Linked DNA regions of Scylla paramamosain: region 1 is linked to region 2. The links are chromatin contacts, called in public Hi-C maps. All regions are on one chromosome and are shown on one strand. The core of a region is the stretch at or near the end of the contact, and the rest is flanking DNA. Distances in the headings are between cores, read along the strand shown. Region 1 overlaps LOC135100828 (stromal interaction molecule homolog). Region 2 holds the start of LOC135100828 (stromal interaction molecule homolog).

Region 1 (5,127 bases), core at 482-2,981, 74 kb after region 2:
ATAATAACTGAGTTACCAAGACTGGTGCCTAAGCAGTGTACAAGTTTTATGGAAATTATTTAAACATTCAGATTTTTCTTCTTGCATATGGCTGATGTCTTCATGATTCATGGTAAGTATAATTTAAATGACAACTTGTAAATGGAGGGGAATGTACTTGTGCTTGCTTGAGAAGATGTTGAAATTCTCCCAGTTTCCAAATTACAGTTGAAAGAATATATAAAGGCAACAAGAGAAACAGAGGAGGAAGATTCTCTAGTAAAGTGATCACTTCTGATGCTGCACTTGTCTACTGATTGGATGGCAAACCTGGCAGGCATTTTTGGTTTATATAATTGGGCACTGAATTATCATAATTCATATTTAATTTCAGTTGCATAAGAAAATTTTAGTCATAATTACTTCAGAATTGGAAAAAAATTACAGATGAGTTTGACTATACATCACAAGATATATATAGGGAATTTGTTATGACCATTATTCAATCTAACGGATACTGCATATGTTTGGCAGAATTCTGGGCAGTCAACAATAATGAGAAATATTAAATTCTTCAACCTCATTTTGAAATAACTAACTTTTAATGCCATATTACAATGGAAGTGTTCAGAAGATTAAAAATATTTTAATATAATACAAAGGAGAGGGTTCTTTATAAATTGTAATTTTGTTTACAACTTCCCGTCATATATACTCGTATAATTGGCACTTGTAATCATGATCACTAGTGCCATACCACTACATATTAGATGACTTGGGTAAACATGTCTTCAAGCAAGTGTTTCTCCTCTGTATCACTTCTTTCATTTTGAAAACATGTATGGAAATTGGGTGTTTTCAATCAGGCATGTTTGTGAGAAGTGTGTGTTGGATTCATAACAATTGTGTATTATCATTGTATATTTATTTATATGGCTGAAATACACTGGATGCATTTTTATGTGGATTGTACTGCTTCTCAATGTCTTGTTAAAAAGCTTCTCAGAGTGTGTACACTGTTCTTAGGCACTTATGTAGTTTAGCTAAGAAACTTTATTTATAAGATTTTATTATTGTTTTCTCAGATATTATACTTCATATATAAAAATGTCTTTGAATATTAATGTGTGTGTGTGTGTGTGTGTGTGTGTGTGTGTGTGTGCGTGTGTGTGTGTGTGTGTGTTTATACATGAATGTGTGAAACTTTTCTTTATTTCTCTTGATGGCACCCATACTCACTGCTGACATTAACAATGCCAGTGCATGGAACAAGTACAGTGCAACCTCAAAGCAATAATCATGGTGAGGGAACTTGCAAATACTTACAATACTTGAACTATTGTAGTGTGTGATGCTAGACACACTAGTATATTTTGTGTAAGTATGTACAGCACTAGTAGGTACACATAAATATTGATATATTTTTATATAGTACAGTATTACTAGTCATACATTTTGACATAATATGTTGAGATGATAGAAGTACATACAAAGACTGATAGACTGATTTAATGTAGTGTATTGTATGTAGTTCTAGTCATTAAAAAGAATATTTTGTAATTATAGTAAACCCTTGATAAACCGAACGTCATTAAACTGAATTTCTGATAAACTGACCCCTTTGTGCCAACTGAACTTTCCTTGGTAAACTGACCACGTGTTCAGTTTATCAGATGAGTTTGAAAGCTGACCTAACACATCGGTGATGATGTGTCTATCCCTTGGGTATGCCGAACACTGGTGTGGTCCTGGACTGGGCTGACCAAACATAGCTCAGTGTGTGGCTGGTTATCTGGTGTAGTGTGGTGTAGTGTGGTGGTATGTGCATCACTTGGCTTCCTCCCCTTTCATCTCATAGCAACACTTCCCAACACAGCAACACAGTATCCCTTCCTTGTTTGGTGAGTGCAGCACAGTCAGAAATACTTTTATTTGATCTACCTTATTATTTATATTACAGTACATTAATTAAGCACTGTATCACTAAAGATCTACCATAAAAACACGCATGAAAAGAAGCCACTCATTTTAAACACACGTTACTGAATGCTTCACTGTATAAATCGACCCTCAGTTGGCTTATAAGGTGCTATTCCAGCCATCTTATAAACCAAATTTTCTGATAAACCATCAGGCATCTCCCCCCAATTAGTTTGGTTTATCAAGGGTTTACTGTACAGTAATTACACCATTTTATGTCATATCATTTCCTTGCCAAAACAAAATATTTAAGGTTGTATAAGTTTTCAGTGATATATATATATATATATATATATATATATATATATATATATATATATATATATATATATATATATATATATATATATATATATATATATATATATATTGAAAGTTTGTCATATAATATGAAAATGAAACAGTCTGCTATATATTTTGAGGATTAGATATGCCAGTACAGTACAAGCATACTTAGGTGCTGTTGTGTTAGATGATTACAAATATTATTTCCTTTCTTGAGTGTTTTGAGTGGAAATGGTAAATAGGGTGATGGAGTCATAAAATTGACCAGGAAAAATTTAAAAGTGACCAGAGTTGTTTGTAGAGAGGAAAGTGCTGAAGTGATTACATTAAAAGTGGAGGACATAGATATGGAAAAAAAGAATAAATAATTTGTTGTGTACTATGTACCACCAAGAACGAGGTCATGGAGCGGACTTGGTTATGCTAGGATGCTAAATGATACAAGACTCTCACTAAACACAGTACTAGAAGAAGGAAACAGGTCAGTAATTATGGGGGATTTTAACTGTAAGGAGGTATGCTGGGAGGAAATGTCAATGGAAGGGGCCAAGAACTCATGGGGAAATATATCACACTATGACCCGGTGGGTTCAAGACAACACCAGATTTAGAAATGATGAAGAACTGTCAAGACTAGACTTAATATTTATGAGGAGCCGGAGATTGTGGGTGAAATTAAGTATAAACACCTCATTAGACAAACTTATCATATATTGCTGGAACTTGAACTAAAGGATGATATGAACACAAAAAAGAAAGAGAAACAGAGAGAGGAGACTAATATATAGTAAAACAGACTATAGGGGATTCAGAAAGTACTTCCAGGAGACAGATTGGATAACTTTTATATGGAAGAAGCTGGTGTGGAAGAAAATATAAGATACTGATGGAAATTTATAATAAAGGAGTGATAAATATGTACCAATATTAAAACATAGAAAGACAAATATAAAAAGAGTGATTTTAATAGAATGTACAGTGAGGCAAAGGAAGGAAGAGATAGAGCATGGAATATATGGAGAAAAAGAAAAACATCCAAAGAATTGGCAAAAATATACAAATGCAAGAAATGAGTACATACAAATGTGTAGAGAGAAGAGAAACTACAAGAAGAATATAATTGATAAGTGTAAAGACCAGCCAAAACTCTTCTATACATTTATAAATGGAAAACTGAAAAACAAACATGAAATAGAGAAACTGTGTCACCATAATGTAGAGTACAACAAAGACTTGGAAATGGCTCAAGTCATGAATGAGCACTTTCAAGCCGTTTTTACAAGAGAATGGCTGGAATGAAAAAGGTGAACAAACACAAAGATTACCTCCTAAGAGGGAAATAGAAGTCATACAACAAGAAATAATGAAACTAATGAAGAATCTAGACGTAAGAAAATCACACGGACCAGACAGAATTGCTAATTGGGTATTAAAAGAATGTAGACAAAAACTAGCAAAGTATATAGTACAATTAAGTGCTCTCTTAATGAAAGTAAAATATCAGGAGTCTGGAAGAAGGCCAACATCATACCAATATATAAAGGAAGTAATAAAAAAGACCCAACAAATTACAGGCCAGTATCCCTAACAAGTGTCATAGCCAAAATCTGTGAGAAAATTATGAAGGACAGACGGATAAAATATCTAGAAGAAAACAACATACTAAACCCGAGATAGTTTTGGATTTAGACAAGAATGATTGTGCACCACAAATCTAATGTTATTTACTCCAGAATAATAAACATAATTCAGGAAAGAAATAGATGGGCTGATCACATTTTCTTGGATCTCAAGAAAGCTTTTGGTAAGGTGCCACACAGAAAATTAATAAGAAAAGTAGAAACCACTGGAGAGATACAAGGAAAACTATTAGATTGGATGAAAGATTTTTTAAATGATAGAACAATGAGAATGATAATCAGAAACCAGAGTTCCAATTGGAGAGAAGATATTAATGGGCTTTCACAAGGATCTGTGTTGGCTCCAGTTATGTTTGCTATATATATATATATATATATATATATATATATATATATATATATATATATATATATATATATATATATATATATATATATATATATATATATATATATATATATATATATATATATATATATATATATATATATATATATATATATATATATATATATATATATAAACGATATGGATGAGGGTATAGACAGTTATATGAGTTTCTTTGTTGATGATGCAAAACTATTGAGAAAAGTAAATCCAGAAAATGACTGGAATATTGCAACAAGATCTTGACAAACATTGGAAATGGAGCCAAAAATAGGGAATGGATTTTAACTTCAAGAAATGCAGTATAATTGGGTTTGAAAAGAGAAAAATCAGAATGACAGGGCAGAATAAACTTGGAGAAAGGGAAATAAAGCAAGCAAGATTTGGGAAGGATCTAGTAGTATTCATTATGGGCGACATATTACCTGATATTCAAATTAATAAAGTTGTTGGGGAACCCTATAACTTACTGAGAAACATCAGAGTGGCATATACATATATATATATAGATGAGGAAACGGTAAAAGAAAATATTACTCAGCTTGATAAGGCCAAGACTAGAATATGCAGCAGTACTGTGGTTACCCAGTACAAAAAGGAATATCTAAAAGCTTGAAAGGATCCAAAGGGCAACAACAAAATTGACCCTGACTCTATCTGAATTGGCATACAAGAAGAAGCTGTCAAGATGAGACTTGCCAATGCTAGAACAAAGAGGAGAAAGAGATGACTTATTACCCATCTATAGGATCATGAAGACCATAGAGGTTCCTGATAGGGAAGATTTACTGAAATGGGACACAAAGGATACAAGAGAACATGGAAGGAAACTGAAAAAAGACAATTATAGAAGAA
Region 2 (5,133 bases), core at 170-2,669:
CAGTAAATTACACGCACACACACACTATATTTCCAAATAATAATGTCACTTAATAACGTTCCCCTATTGCAAAGTAATGACAATGGTAATTATGGTAGATACAGTTATCAGACCTGAAGCACGGCGCTGTAAACCTGTGCTACACCTACAGCAGCAACACCATACAGCCATGCAGCCAGGTAAGACATCTCATTATCTAACCATAACACTTCAACACTGTAAACATGTCACCACCACCAAGCATTTACCACACTCACCATTCTGATCCGAGGTTACATGTATATAATAGTGACTGTAGGACGTCTGGGTGCGGTGATGCAGGATGCTGGAGGCAGATCAATGCAGGACATGCAGATAAGGGCCCCTTGCACCCCTCCACACTGCTGCTGGGGTCACCGAGTCCTCGTCTCCTCGCTCCCTGTCTGCTTTACGTAACCCTCAAACACTGCTGCCTTTCACTCCATTGTGGACATAGAAGGAGATAATGCGTCAATTCGTTACGGTATTCATGAAGTACCTGTGACAAACGCCAAATTATCAGAGAGAGAGAGAGAGAGAGAGAGAGAGAGAGAGAGAGAATCTTTAACACTTAAACAAAAGGGATTTTCACCTCATATTCCTTCTACTTGCAAATGTCCTTTCTTCTCTTTCAAGGTTGTTTGTTGTCTATATATGGTCTATGGTTACCTGCTACATTGTGATAAATGTGTCTTTTCTAATAATGATGCTGAACACCGATATTACCCCTCCCTTATAATTTTCTGCTCTCAAACATCAACAAATGATTAAAGATTGTGAAATATCGTGAAAAGTATAAAATATAGAAACTGATATGTGGTATACATGACACTGGCAATGTCAGCTGATGATAATGCTAACACTTCTTTTTCTGTCTGATCAGCAGCCATTAGTGGTGTCATTTATAGTTTCCTTTATTATAAGTTGAAACGCAGTATAATTTTGTACCGCCACTGATTTCACAATCTTTTTTTGTTTTCCGATATGTATGATTTTTTACTATACGGCATAGGGGCACTCAAATACGAAGAAATACCCTTGAAAAAACAAATGTAAATATAGAACTTTATATAAATCGATACAACTGAATTTACCAATTTCATCGATGTAATTAATTTAATTTAAAAAGAAAATAAATGGAATATATTTATTCAAAATGTCTTTACTACTCGAAACTCAATAGCGGTACTTAGCAACTGTTTTTGTTTACCTTCTCGCTGTGTCTGCTAAAATGACCTGGATAAAATATTTTAGGTAGGAAATACATGTAGTACAAAGAAATATAAACATTAATTTCTGAAAATAAAATTGAAATTTATTAGGTTTATTTTTATCAACCAATAATTTGTTTATAGGCATCTCGATAAGTTTAGCAAGAAGAGAACTGTCAGTGTGGCCAATGTTATTGTTCAGTCGCGCGAGAATCACGGTGAGGTGTAGACGTATAGAAGGTTACACGAGTGATACCTGCGACTACCGAGCTGACCTGTACATAAGGCGTAGGGAGGCACATGATGAGTGTTTGGTGAGGAGAAAGAAAGATGATGGAGGTCTACTTAGCGAGTGTGCATGTGTTGCGGGCGTACTACGTGGGTCTGGTGGTGCTGGTGACCACGGCGGGGCTGACCTGTGGCGGCGGCAGTGGTGGCGGCAGCGGCGGCAGGAGCTGGGGCTATGGGGGCAGGATCCACCAGCTGACTGAGGAGGGTAAGGACCGTGTGCTTATCTGGTTTTTAAACATCTGTTTCTATTTTTACAGAGTTGGGTCAAGGTTTTTATGTTTTGCCCGAGTTATGTTATTACGTATGTGTTTTTCTTTTTTCCTTGAATTTATGTATATATTTTTTTGTTCATTCATGCATCTTTCTTTGGTTATGTGTTTAAGTGTGTGTGTGTGTGTGTGTGTGTGTGTGTGTGTGTGTGTGTGTGTGTGTGTGTGTGTGGCAGCAATTTCATAATGCAGTTGCACTGATTCTATTCTTGTATTCTACTCCTGTAATATATTTATCCATGTGTTTTTCCTGCCAGGTACAACTTATATAATGCCATTTATGAGGTAGTTATGATAAAAGTGCAATACATAGCCTCAGTATTGATGAATAAAAAAATAAATAAATAAAACGTGAGTATTCTGGAAATTTCCACAACATCTATGGGCATGATTACTTATAGTTGGGTGTGGGGAGGGGGACTTTGCATGACGCACATGATATTGGTGCATGGCTGTTTCATATGTGAGGAAGTGGGTGCAGGAAACAGTAGAGGCTTCTGGGTCACATGGTGGTCTGTATTTCTAAACTTTTTGTATCCAATCATGACCTTTTTTAAATATGCTATTGGAAGTCATTGGAGTTTTAACAAAGATGCTAGCAGTAAGTTAACAAAGATTACATACCATCTAAGGGGAAAAAGAAGACTCACAAGAAATCAATTAATTACCCTTTTGGCCTTTGAAAACAATGCTAGTGGGAGAATGTTCTTAAGAATACTGGTCAGTGTAACACCATTTACCATATTTAGCTTTTCTCTTCCCAACAAAACATTTATTTGTATCCTAGGAGTGATTATGTATGATTTCATGATAAGTTTGGTTTGCTTTTGCTAGATTAGGTTTATTCATGTGTTTATTTGGTACAGTAGGCAAAGTCAGTCAAGATAAGTGCCAGAATGAACCAAGAAGATATGAATGAGCCAGAACCAGAGAAATAGCCAAGGTACAAAGAAGTCTGCATTCTTTCCCTCTGTATCACACACATTTCCTGCTTTTCATTTATATCCTTCTGCCCTCACACTTACATACCTTTTGTCTTTCCTTTAACCTGACACTCATTCATTTTTACCCATCTCTTATTCCCCTTCCTTTTCACACTCCCTCTTCCCATTCCCTCTAATCCCCTTTGTTACACTTTAACTGTGCTCTTCCATTCTCCCTTGTCAGTAGCTCTCTTTTATAACAGTTAACTTTACTCTTCCCCTCGGATAATGTTTTATATTATTTGTGAGGCAACCTGTACATCCCAACTAAGGACTATTATAGCAAAAAAAAAAAAAAAAAAAAAAAAAAAAAAATAATAATAATAATAATAATAATAAAAATAATAATAATAATAATAAAAAAAAAAAAAAAAAAAAATATATATATATATATATATATATATATATATATATATATATATATATATATATATATATATATATATTAATGTCGAATCTGTGGTGTTGCAACCATCATATCAGAAAGTAATCATCATAGCTGGGTGCAATAATGAAAAAAAATTATCATGATAAATGATAAATCGATAACAATAACCTTATTGGCGATAACCGATAATCAATAACTGGTGATAAATTTATCACCTGATAACCTATAACTGATAAATCAATAAATCCAAAGTTCAGTTATTAGCAATAACGATATTGATATTTTAAATTTTAAAAAAATATATAAATCCATATCTTTATTTTTATCTTTTATCTTAGAAAACTTTTTTAAAAATCTTAGAAAAAAACTTTAAATATAATCTATATCCTGTCTCTTCACCAGTGACAGTTATGGTTTTAAGTAAAATGACTTCATGCTTACGTTCCAGAAAACAAAAATGATAGATTATTGCTAGTTTGGAACCAAAAGTATTGATGATAATGATGAATCAATAACATGGGGAAAATAATTATTGGATAACTGATAACATGATATCATTATTGCGATAATCTATCGTGATAAAGCCCACCTATGGTAATCAGTGAAAGTCTGTAAATATAGTTGCTTTCTGAGATGTAGATATAAATCAGTGGAGAAAATGCATCTCCAAGCTGTCATTTTTGTTTATCTGTTTACTTCCATTACTATGTGAAGTGCAATGAGTGGATGGTTAGAGGTTTTTGAAAGTGATGAAAAATATGAAGCTGAATCAACTGTGAAAATAAGTTGTCACTGTTTACTATGAAAATACAGTAGTACCTAGCTACAATATACATATATACATGCTTTATTACTGAATATTACCATTGATAAATTGTACTTTGCTAGCTTGCTTTTCTCTCTCCATTATAAAGGTGCACAATGAGTTAGTCACCATGACCTTGATTCCTGCTTTAATGAAGAGAACCACCAGAGGGAAGCTTGTGGCTGATGCAGAAACATGTAGTATAGGTAAAAGGTACACTGCTGTGCTGTACAGGAACAGATTGCTCATGCTGCATCATTCTTAACTTGCAAACACAAGAAGCTCTTGATATTACTTTAGGTATTTATTATATATATATATATATATATATATATATATATATATATATATATATATATATATATATATATATATATATATATATATATATATATATATTTATTTATTTATTTATTTATTTATTTATTGACCTACTAATGGATACACTTTTTAATTGTTTTTGCACCAGATGCCAGTTACCATGTGCTGTAATTGCTGACAGTGTCTGATAATTATTTAGGGTGACACATTTGGTTGTGGCCAGCTCAGCCTCATTTGACAGTTGGCACTCATGTCACCTACCTGTTGGTTGTTAATTTTCACTTCATCCCTCAATGGCTTATTAATGAGACAATTCTGTGAGCTCAGGACAAGGCTCTGCTTTACCAAGTCTTGAAATATTTAGTGCTGTGGTAGGAAAAGTTGTTGCTTTATCAGTCACTCATCACCACTGTGTAATTTTTCTTTCAATATTTAGTTCTCTGATCTGCTGACAATCTCTTAACTGCCAGGTTTTACTTAAAGACTCATCAGATGAAAGGACTTGGTGATTGAAGGAAACACTTAACACAGTGGAAGTGAGTGTGGCAGGTTAACCAGCTTGTGACCATGACTTTAAGAGGCATAGGTGCTGTCAAGAAACATCACATCTTGATGGTGACCTTTTATTGTCCTCCCATTTTTTTTCTTCTTCCTCTCAGGTCCTTTGAATCTCCAAACTTAGCTTTTATACTAAATCCTTTGTGCCATAATTGCATGAAGTGAGGACATGAGAGAGAGAGAGGAAAAAAAAAACTCAAGAGAAAGTGATCAGCTCCTATTAGGTGAGATTAGAGACAGACATGACAGTTTGTGGTGACAGACTCACCGGATAGTTAAGTTTATGACT

What was found. A called contact is a pair of places that touch in the nucleus more often than the background predicts.
Region 1: a Hi-C map of testis shows a contact between it and region 2, with 4 times the contacts expected there. The contact joins the enhancer-like site here to the promoter of LOC135100828 in region 2. A contact is called at or near these places in 2 of 2 Hi-C or Micro-C datasets (muscle and testis).

What each region holds. Positions count from the first base shown.
Region 1 is chr5:31,162,385-31,167,511 of ASM3559412v1, forward strand. All of the region lies in intron 6 of LOC135100828 (stromal interaction molecule homolog), which reads left to right. Among protein-coding and RNA genes, the nearest start is that of LOC135100833, 67 kb to the right of the region's middle. Within about 2 kb of position 1,732, the one cell type or tissue checked has an H3K27ac peak away from gene starts, as active enhancers do.
Region 2 is chr5:31,088,899-31,094,031 of ASM3559412v1, forward strand. It overlaps LOC135100828 (stromal interaction molecule homolog), which reads left to right and starts at 1,420. Exons shown (of 16, transcript XM_064004238.1): 1 at 1,420-1,725. The coding sequence starts at 1,560. LOC135100830 (corrinoid adenosyltransferase MMAB-like) reads right to left here and starts at 558. Exons shown (of 8, transcript XM_064004245.1): 1 at 258-558. The coding sequence starts at 260.